Linked DNA regions of Danio rerio: region 1 is linked to region 2. Evidence: chromatin contacts called from public HiChIP or PLAC-seq data. All regions are on one chromosome and are shown on one strand. Each heading gives the region's core, a stretch centred on a gene start, on an enhancer-like site or on the middle of the called end of the contact. The rest is flanking DNA. Distances are from core to core; before and after follow the strand shown. Region 1 holds the start of cdkn1ba (cyclin dependent kinase inhibitor 1Ba). Region 2 holds the start of ncaph2 (non-SMC condensin II complex, subunit H2).

Region 1 (4,661 bases), core at 422-2,921, 150 kb after region 2:
AACCGCGCAGCAATTCTTAAAGTGAAGCGCGGTGGATTAGTGAAGGATCGCGTTTTGCTTTGACATGAACATGAAACGAAAACGTGCTACATTATAAAAAGAAAAAAAATATATATATATATATACATAGGTAGTAAAAGAAGAAACGAAGCAACTCCAATCGCATACTGCTACATCGTCTGCTTTTGAGGCAAATATAAAATCTGTCGAGTGCCAAAAGTTTAGTGTAAAAATTCAGTGCTTATTCAGCCCCTCCGAGGCTCGATTTGTATTTTGGAAGCGCCGTCTGTCCCCGTTTACTTGGCAAGGCTGGCGAAGTAGTCGATGGTGAGGGCGGGCTTCTCGGCGTATCTGTGCAGGGAAGAAGAGGGAGAAAGCAGATTAGCGAAGGAAACGCATGTGCTGAAATGTGACACACGCGAGGCACGTTCGGTCCTCAAAACAGACATAAAGCGAGGAGGTTTGTGCGCGGATGACGAACCCGGACCCCCTCCCCCTACTCCCCCGCCCGTACGCCCTACAAGAGACCTGCTGACGTGTTACTACAATGTTATGCATTTGGGTCCCATCCGAGCGCGCTGTCACTCGCGCGGTGACAGAACGCGCCCTCGCTTTTGAAAGAGTTTCAAGCGTCAGATAACAGACCTTATCGGCGCGTGAGAAAACAAGCGGCTCTCCCGTTCACAAAAGAAAAGAACGGGACGCACGGTCGGTCACTCACTCAGTCATTCAGTCACTCACTCACTCACTCACTCACTCACTCACTCACTCACTCACCTCCTTTACGTTTTGGGGTCCGGTTCGCAGGGAGCGCGCTCGAGCGAGCTCGTCGCGTCCGGACAGGGGTCGGCCTCGCTCGCGTGGACGCTGGGTCTTTTGCTTCGGCGAAGATCATCTATTGGGAGAACGTAGATGGTGTTAGAAAAGGTCGCTTTCGCGAACGGAGAGACGTCCGAGCCGCGAAACATTTACCCTGATCTTCCGTCGACGGTCGTTTCCTCGGCGTGCTGAGCGAGCGGTTCCCGGCGTCCGCGCGTTCGGAGTTCCCCGCTCCGCTCTCCGGGGACGGAGAGGGAGCCGTCAAGAAATAATCGTGGTTCCCGTTATGATCCACAGTCCCGGCCGAAGAGGGCCGTTTTACGCGAGGGGGTCTGGTGTAAAAGTCCGGCACTTCGTCGGCGTCCACCTCCTGCCACTCGTAGTCGCCCGGCGCGAGCGGTCGGTTTTCGGCGAAGTCGTAATTCCACTTTTCCGCGGACGCTCTCTCGATCTCCCGCATTTGCTCCCGTACATCCTTGGCGAACTCTTGGCGGTCCACGGCGCCGAAGAGACTTCGGCAGACAGGCGGCTTGCCGTGATCCGCCTGCCTGGGGTCCACTCGCTCCAGCGTCGGACTTCCATTGGAGACGCGCACTTTTGACATTTCGCACGTGAAAAGTTTGTCCGAGAATCGCAGACGCGGCGTAACTAAGAGCAATCCCTCCCGAGAACGCGGAGCGAGGCGCAGGGCGCACGCATAACAAACGCGGAAAGGCGAACGCGCGCGAGCGGCGAACGAGTCATGAAAACGGCGATCCCCGTCGTAGTAATTCCGAGGAAAACAGACAAGTCGTTCGAGCACCCAATATGGCGATCGCAAATAAAACTGGCAGGGGGAAAAAGATTGACAGCGAAGGCTATTTAAACAGAAGAAGCTCGCGATTGGAGGTCGGAGCGCGCGCCCCGCCCATCGACGAAAAACTATACAAACAGCAGAGTCGCCATGTCCGCTAATCGTCAGCAGGAAAAAGAAAAGTCAGGAAAGAAAGGGTTAAAAAGCGTGCGAGCGAAGTCAGCAACAGTTGTAAGCGGTTAGAAGAAGAACGGTTTGATTTAGAGCAAGTGCGAAAGTCAGAATCGCCTGCCTGGAAATGTCATGCATGCTTGCGAAGACTCGATAAACGTGTGTACATGGCAAAACGAGGTGTTTTATTCCCACAATTGAGTTATGGTGAACACCTAACGATGACACTGAGTGAAATGTAAGCGCACGCTCAACCTGCCATGCATTTGTAATCATTTAATGAAAGTCATTACTGAGAATCAATAAAGATGATAAAAAGGGAAAATTGTGTGCTTTCTAAACGGGTACAACGGCGAATATGTCAATGTTTAAAAGCTGTAGTGATCTGGCAACACATCTGCAGAATGAGTTTTGGTTGTATGGAAGAAAAGCAATATGATTTTTGACCCTTTTTTTCCAAGACTTTGTTGGACCAGTTCCATTTACGTGAAAGCTGTAGACGTACAGTGTAGTAGAAGATGATAGATATAAAGGGGGGGATCAATCGAACTGACTCTTAGAAGGTTGGTGCGATGCGTTTATGTCGGCCAAGTGTGAGTTGAGTTGGCTGGTGCCTTATCGGTAATGGCATGTTCTGTAAAACAAGTAATTAGTAGAGTTGTACACAATTGATGGTTACTGCTTTGTCGTGAGTAATTGTCTAATTTGTCCGATGGTTCAACAATTACTGCGTAGAAAGATGTGAGCTAAAGTGTGCAAATCAGGGAAGGAAAGTTTGTTACAAGTTTTCCTGGTTTTGACTGAATTGCAGTAGGAAAGGCCAATTGCTTTAAGTATGAGTTTGTCGCCATCTAGTGGTTTTGTAATGGATGAAATTTAGTTCATGACGTTTTTTGGTGCAGTAGCTGGGATGTGGAAATGTGTTCCTGGAGTTCTGTTGATTGTGTAATTTTTATGCATTGGAATTTTTGTAATGTATGTAATTGATTAAAGATTTTTTTTGGGGAGAAATTGTTCAGGTAGTTTGAAATTTGTACTGTTTTCAGCATTTTTTAAGGGGAGATTATTTTCAATTTTTTTTGGCTAAAATTAGCAATGTTTACTTTTATAAATATTCATGAGGGGGAGGGAGGAGAAAAAAAACAAAACAAGTATTTTATTATTGTTTATTATTATGTGTATTTTATATATATATATATATTTAGGTAGGTGGTTGTGTGAGGGTGGCTTGGCAAATTTTGGATTTTTTTTCAGTAAAATTTTTTTTACTAAGTCATTTTTGGCATTTTTAGCAAATTTTTAGCAAATTTTGGCCTTGCTTCCGGAACACTCTAAAGCATAACCGCGGCGGATCAACGCTCCGAAACCTCGGGGGGGGGCCACGGTCACGGCCCCCCCTTCTTCTTTCTTTGGGTGGTTTCTGGGTTTATGCTCCGCTGTGTCATCTCACCACTTGTTGTGTCCTTCCATGCTGTGTTGCTCCAGATTTGGTCCAGTCCTCTGTGTGTGTGCGATCCATCGTTGGTTGACTTCACCTGATCCACCGCTGACTGTCTCCATCCACTCCACTGCTTCGCTCTGGGGCCCCATGGATCCATTCGTCTGCCCTTCCAGCCTTCTGTCTTTGCTGTGGCCCATGCCTCCTCTTCGTTCGGAGATCTTGCTGTACTTGAACCAGCGCTTTCTGGCATGGTGTGCCAGTGCTCATGCCGCTGAGCCACAGATCTCCTCACACTTATGATGAGTTGGAACTTCTATTTATATTCTTACCGGCGCTTCTGAAGATCAGTCTCATTCCACTCAAGGCTTCCACAGGCTGGAGTCGTGCAGGTCTTCCTTTTGGTGTAGGGGTAGTGCAGGAGTTTGGAGATCATTCAGCAATGGGTTCTAGGCTCACCTACGACTGGTACACACAAACACAAAACTGTGATTTGTCCAATCATGACCACTAAGACAAGTGGTGTGTAGAAACATGAGCAGTGAGTCAGAAAATCTTCTTCACACTATTTATTTAACACTCTTGTCACTTACAAAATATTGTGTAAACACCATAAACGGTCACATTCAACAGATGCTCTGCTGCTCAAACTTGCTTCATACGAGCACAACCACAAAATCAAACTTTATCATCACTCACACTTTCATTTCATTGATCTGATCATAAATGAATATAATCACATGAAATCAATTATCATGAGGACGTGCTCTTCTGGACGCTCTTCTTCCTCAGCAGCTCGTTCTGAACCTGCTCTGGAAACTGATCGAGGTGCTCCCGCACACAAGGCAAGCAGAAGCGCTTGGTGTAGAACAAACTGCAGTCCTGTGGGTAAAACGAACAAAACTCTGCCTTAGTGACTATACCGTTTCAACACTATACACGCACACAATTCAGTCATTAAAGGCAAGACGATGCATGTGAATAAAGCTCATTGTGCATTTGGAAACGCTTTAGCTTTTTTTTTGGACATTCTAACTTCACTTACTCATTTCCTCCATCTCCATTTCTTTCTTGCCAAAATGCAGCATCCAGCAGTTCTCACACAAAACCCATCAAACTTACATTTTTACTACGTTTCTTTCTTTTTCTTTTTTTAGGATTACACTAATATCTTCATTACATTAACTCATACATTTCACCACTTAACAGACGTTAAGTAAACTTTCCTTTACCAATTCATTTCAAAAGCTGTTGCTGGAAAAAGCGATTTACTTTCAAACTATTACATTATGCCTCAGCTCAAAGCTCATTTGGAAGAAAAACTAAACTAACACATCAACTACCGCAACGTACAAATATATCAATGTTGCTTAACCTTATAAAAACGTTTATTTTATTGGGATTAATTCAAATCACCCATTGCTTTAGGTAATAGTAAAA
Region 2 (4,681 bases), core at 520-3,019:
ACATTCATGGGTAACAAATATGGCCTAATTAGTATAAAAATGAACTTTAACATGGGTCACATTTGGTCCTTCATGCCTTTTTATTGGTATTTTGTTTTTCTTTCAAGAATAAGGTCCAAGATTCAAGCTGGGCTACTTAGTAAAAATTTACTTTAGTCATAGTGTATGTTTTCTTGCATAGCTGCATTTTGGATTATAATAATTGTTTGGACTCATTGGAAGCCTTATTTTTACAATTTATGATGGCATAGCAGTCAAAATAAGACAAATGAGCTCATGTATTGGGGCCAATTCTTTCAAACTACCTCAAAGACAAACAAATTAAAAACCATTTTAAGGTCAAAATTATTAGCCTCTTTAAGCTAGGTTTTTCCCGATAGACTACAGAACAAACCATCGTTATACAATAACTTGCCTTATTACCCTAACCTGCCTAGTTAACCTAATTAACCTAGTTAAGCCTTTAAATGTCACTTTAAGCTGTATAGAAGTGCCTTGAGAAAAATCTAGTCAAATATTATTTACTGTCATCATGACAAAGATAAAAGAAATCAGTCATTAGAAATGAGTTATTAAAACTGTTATGTTCAGAAATGTGTTGGAATTTTTTTTATATCCATTAAATAGAAATGGGGGGAAAAAATAAACAGGGGCGTTATTAATTCTGACTTAACCTGTATGTATGTATGTATGTATGTATGTGTATTATTTAATTATAGACTGTATATGTATGTAGATGCAGTTTTTCAACTTAAAATTAAAGGATTTTATTAAAAATTAATTAATATTATACCACTATTACTATTGATATTATAATTATTTAATTATATTATTGAAATTGAATAAAAATAAATAATATAAATGAAGTCATAAATAAGGCGATGCAGTGGTGCATTAGGTAGAGCTGTCGCCTCACAGCAAGAAGGTCGCTGGTTCGAGCCTCAACTGGGTCAGTTGACATTTCTGTGTGGAGTTTGCATGTTCTCCTGGCGTTTGCGTGGATTCCCTCCGGGTGCTTCAGTTTCCCCATCAAGTCCTAAAACTTGCGGTACAGGTGAATTGGGTAGGCTAAATTGTTCGTAGTGCCTGAGTGCGAATGGGTGTATATGTTTCCCAGAGATGGGTTGCGGCTGGAAGGGCATCCCCTGTGTAAAAACTTGCTGGATAAGTTGGCGGTTCATTCCGCTGTGGCGACCCCAGATTAATAAAGGGACTAAGCTAAAAAAAAATGAATGAAAAAGTAATAAATAAATAACTCAAACCTATATAAAAATGTAATAGTTAATCAACAGGAAATGGTTGATGTGGTCTAAAGTACTGATTTGGTTTGAAAAAAAAGCTTCTATTCTTTTATAAAGAGGTTCTATGCAATCAAATTGATTTACTATAATTGTTCATTTTCTCTGGAGTTAATCTTATAACAAACAAAACGAATTATATCTGGCTGTGTTATAGCTACCTCTTCTGGTCACTGCAGATACTTACACTAGCCAATAAGACTTTTTTATACATATTTAAGCTACACTTTCATTAAATTGTCTGCTCATAGTTGTACAAAAAATGTCTTTGATGTAAGATAAACGTAATATATAATACGTTTTTTATCATTAGTTAAAAATGGCCTGTAAGTTATAGTGGACACAGACGATACACCTCCAAATCAATAGGGGGCGGCAGTTTTGCAGAAGTCTTGTCTGACGTCACGCACGCGGCAAAAACAAAAATGACGTACCCGCGGTATTTCCCTTAAATTTAGATTTTGATACTTTGCCTAATTTTATAGTATAAACTCTATATTTTTCGAAGTACGCACACAGAAGATCATTTCTAGCCAAGAGCCATTGCTTGTCCGCTTGTTAAAGGTGAGCATATTGATATTATTATCGCCTTGCTGGATCTTCAGTTATGTTACATTTCACTCTTACTAATGTGTAAAATACTGGAATTCAGTATAGCTTATAGTTTAACACAGATTCTGAATTGTTATCTTGAAATGCGTATTTTTATGTTCACATAATACAGATCGCTTTATTATGCGTGCGCATGTGTTTATAAGACAGTTAGCATTTAACGTTAGTGTTTAACGTTACACTTACTGTGATTCAGTAAATCGACATGGGTTCTTTCGATGTAAACAGATTTAAAATATGTCATTATTTGCTCTCTCTTCACGTGTTCCAAACTCGTTGAGTTTCTTTCTTCTGTTAAACACAAAAGAAGACGTTTTAAAGAAAGCTGGAAACCTGTAAATATTAACAACTATTAAACGTCAATTGACTTTTACAGTATTTGTGTTTCCTACTCTGGAAGTCAATGGTTACAGGGTTTCAGCGTTCAAAATCTTCATTTGTGTTCAGCAAAAGAAAGAAAATCATCAAGGTTTGTATACATGAATACTTGTTCATTTTTTTGGCAAACCATGCTTTTAATCATACTTTACTACTTATAAAGCAAATACATACAGTTGTAATTAAAATTTGATTATTGTAAATCCACAATGCTTTTTTCTAATCATAATTAAACCATGGTACTTGCAGCAAAATTATGGTTATACAAATGATAAGCCAAATTCCAAAAGTACCATGGTTATTACATTTTTACTATAATAAAACTTGTATTATTACAGCAGTCTAAAATCACACATTTTGTTAGATGTTAGTCACTTATGATTAAGTTTTATATACTTTAATTGAAAATGTCTGGTAAAAAATGTGTATTTCAGCGTATTTTGAAAGTACTTGGTCATGGACTCTGTGGAGACAAGATATGCCCATTTACTGCAACCCTTGCGGGACCTCACCAAGAACTGGGACATAGACTTGGCCAGCCAGCTTGGAGAATATCTCGAGGAGGTGAGAAAACATACAGTCTGATTGAGAATTACCTTAATGTTTTGAATGTGCAGATTTTCATATTATTGCTGTTGTTTTTGTTGTTGACAGCTGGACCAGATGACTATTTCATTTGATGGTGGAAAGACCATGATGAACTTTGCAGAGGCTGCACTTTTGATTCAAGGATCAACATGCATCTATGGCAGAAAGGTACAATGTTTGATCAATCAAAAGAGAAATGTACTAGAATTTCACATTTTCCAATTGTGATCATGTTATTAACAGGGAACCATTTCATTTTGCACATTTTAATCCTCAATATGTTTCAGAATCACATTTCTAAACAAATGCAACATGTTAACACGTGTAATTCATTTATTTTTATTTAATTTATTTATTTTTCTGTAGGTTCAATAAAATAAATAATAAAATAACACAAAATACAGTATTGCAATTTTAAGTGTTTTTGTTTATGTATGCAGTCAATGTGTTTCATAATCAAATGTGATTTTAAAATTGTTTGTAAAACTTAAATAAATCTGTCCCAAGATTAATGGTGAAATTTGCTGTGAACATTTAGGTGGAGCTCCTTCACACTCTGGTGTTCCAAACATTGGACTACATCTCTAATAAAAACAAAAAGTAGGTGATTGAAAAAAAAAAGATAATAATAATAATAATAATAATAATAATAATAATTGACCTCCAGTTTCTGTTTATTCTTTATGTGTAATGTTGCTTGTTTTTTCCTAACAGACGTGATAAACAAGGTTCTTCATCAGATGGAAACCAAGAACAAGCTCCTTCGGGAAGCGAAGGCGATGGTTGTGAGGTGTGTAAATGATCAACATTTGATAACTTTAAATATGTGGTTATATTGTGAGTAATTGTGTGTTTTTGTGCAGTTTGATGAGATTGAGCAGGATGAGAATGTCAACACTCACAATATTACAATGAAAGATCCAACAGAGGTAAGCATGGTTATATTGCTTTCTAGAACCTGTGTTTGTGTCCAGAAGCTTTGTCTGAATCTGTTCATGCTTGTAGTTTGGTTTATTTGGTTGATTTGTTTTGGGGGAAAAAGATAAAGAAAATGTAATATGTGAATTTTTTTTTTGTAGTCTTGGTTGGTTTAGGATGTATGCTGTCCTTTAGGATTCAGACTGAAAATGTTTTTATAATTTCTATTTTGTAAAAGAATTAAACAATATAATGTTGTTGCAAACCTCAAAGTTCAGATGGCAATATTCACATTTATTCAAATAAACTGCACTAACAAACAATCAAAACCGAGTTTGTTATAATCAAACCAAGTCTGCCTAGTATGAGTGAATTTTGACTGGACATAGTATTCTTTTTACTAGTGATTATATGCTCTTGATATAAAGCAATACCAGCAATTGTTTAGTATTCTCTGCACAGCAAATGGTTGTTTTGCGAAAACCTTTTATAAGAATTCAGGAAAGTTTTGATATATTTGTTTTTGTGGTACTAATTCTTTTTCACTCATTTGTTTTTAGCCAGTGAGAATTATCCGTCTTCCTCCTGAATCTCTCATTCCTGCTGAATCACACGAGAAGCAAAAATACCCCCTTCTAAGGTAAAGTCACTGTCATGTAGAGACAAATGAAAATGATGCATACATTTACACTGTAAAACAGCAAATAGGAGAATGTAAAGAATCTTCCATTGGGTTCACACCTGTAGATTAGTTGTCAGGGTTCTTTAGTCCAGACCAAAAAGGAGAATAATGAATGTGTGACGCTGGACAGAAAAAACAGTGATAAGTGTCAATTTGAGATCACATGAAAGCAGAATAAATAAGCTTCTGATGTATAGTCTGTTAG

Evidence for each region. HiChIP or PLAC-seq counts read pairs in DNA pulled down with a chosen protein or histone mark.
Region 1: an H3K4me3 HiChIP or PLAC-seq map of gastrula embryo shows a contact between it and region 2, with 2.8 times the contacts expected there. The contact joins the promoter of cdkn1ba here to the promoter of ncaph2 in region 2. A contact is called at or near these places in 6 of 18 Hi-C or Micro-C datasets (caudal fin, embryo, hematopoietic stem cells and 1 more) and 2 of 4 datasets of contacts at active chromatin or transcription factors (embryo and gastrula embryo).

The regions. Positions count from the first base shown.
Region 1 is chr4:19,185,642-19,190,302 of GRCz12tu, forward strand. It overlaps cdkn1ba (cyclin dependent kinase inhibitor 1Ba), which reads right to left and starts at 1,672. Exons shown (of 3, transcript NM_001013268.1): 1 at 973-1,672; 2 at 778-895; 3 at 1-351. The coding sequence starts at 1,423. The coding sequence ends at 783. cdpf1 (cysteine rich DPF motif domain containing 1) reads right to left here. Exons shown (of 4, transcript NM_001025527.2): 4 at 3,776-4,103. The coding sequence ends at 3,975.
Region 2 is chr4:19,031,751-19,036,431 of GRCz12tu, forward strand. It overlaps ncaph2 (non-SMC condensin II complex, subunit H2), which reads left to right and starts at 1,770. Exons shown (of 19, transcript NM_001044991.1): 1 at 1,770-1,862; 2 at 2,723-2,852; 3 at 2,943-3,044; 4 at 3,415-3,476; 5 at 3,591-3,666; 6 at 3,740-3,805; 7 at 4,355-4,434. The coding sequence starts at 2,745.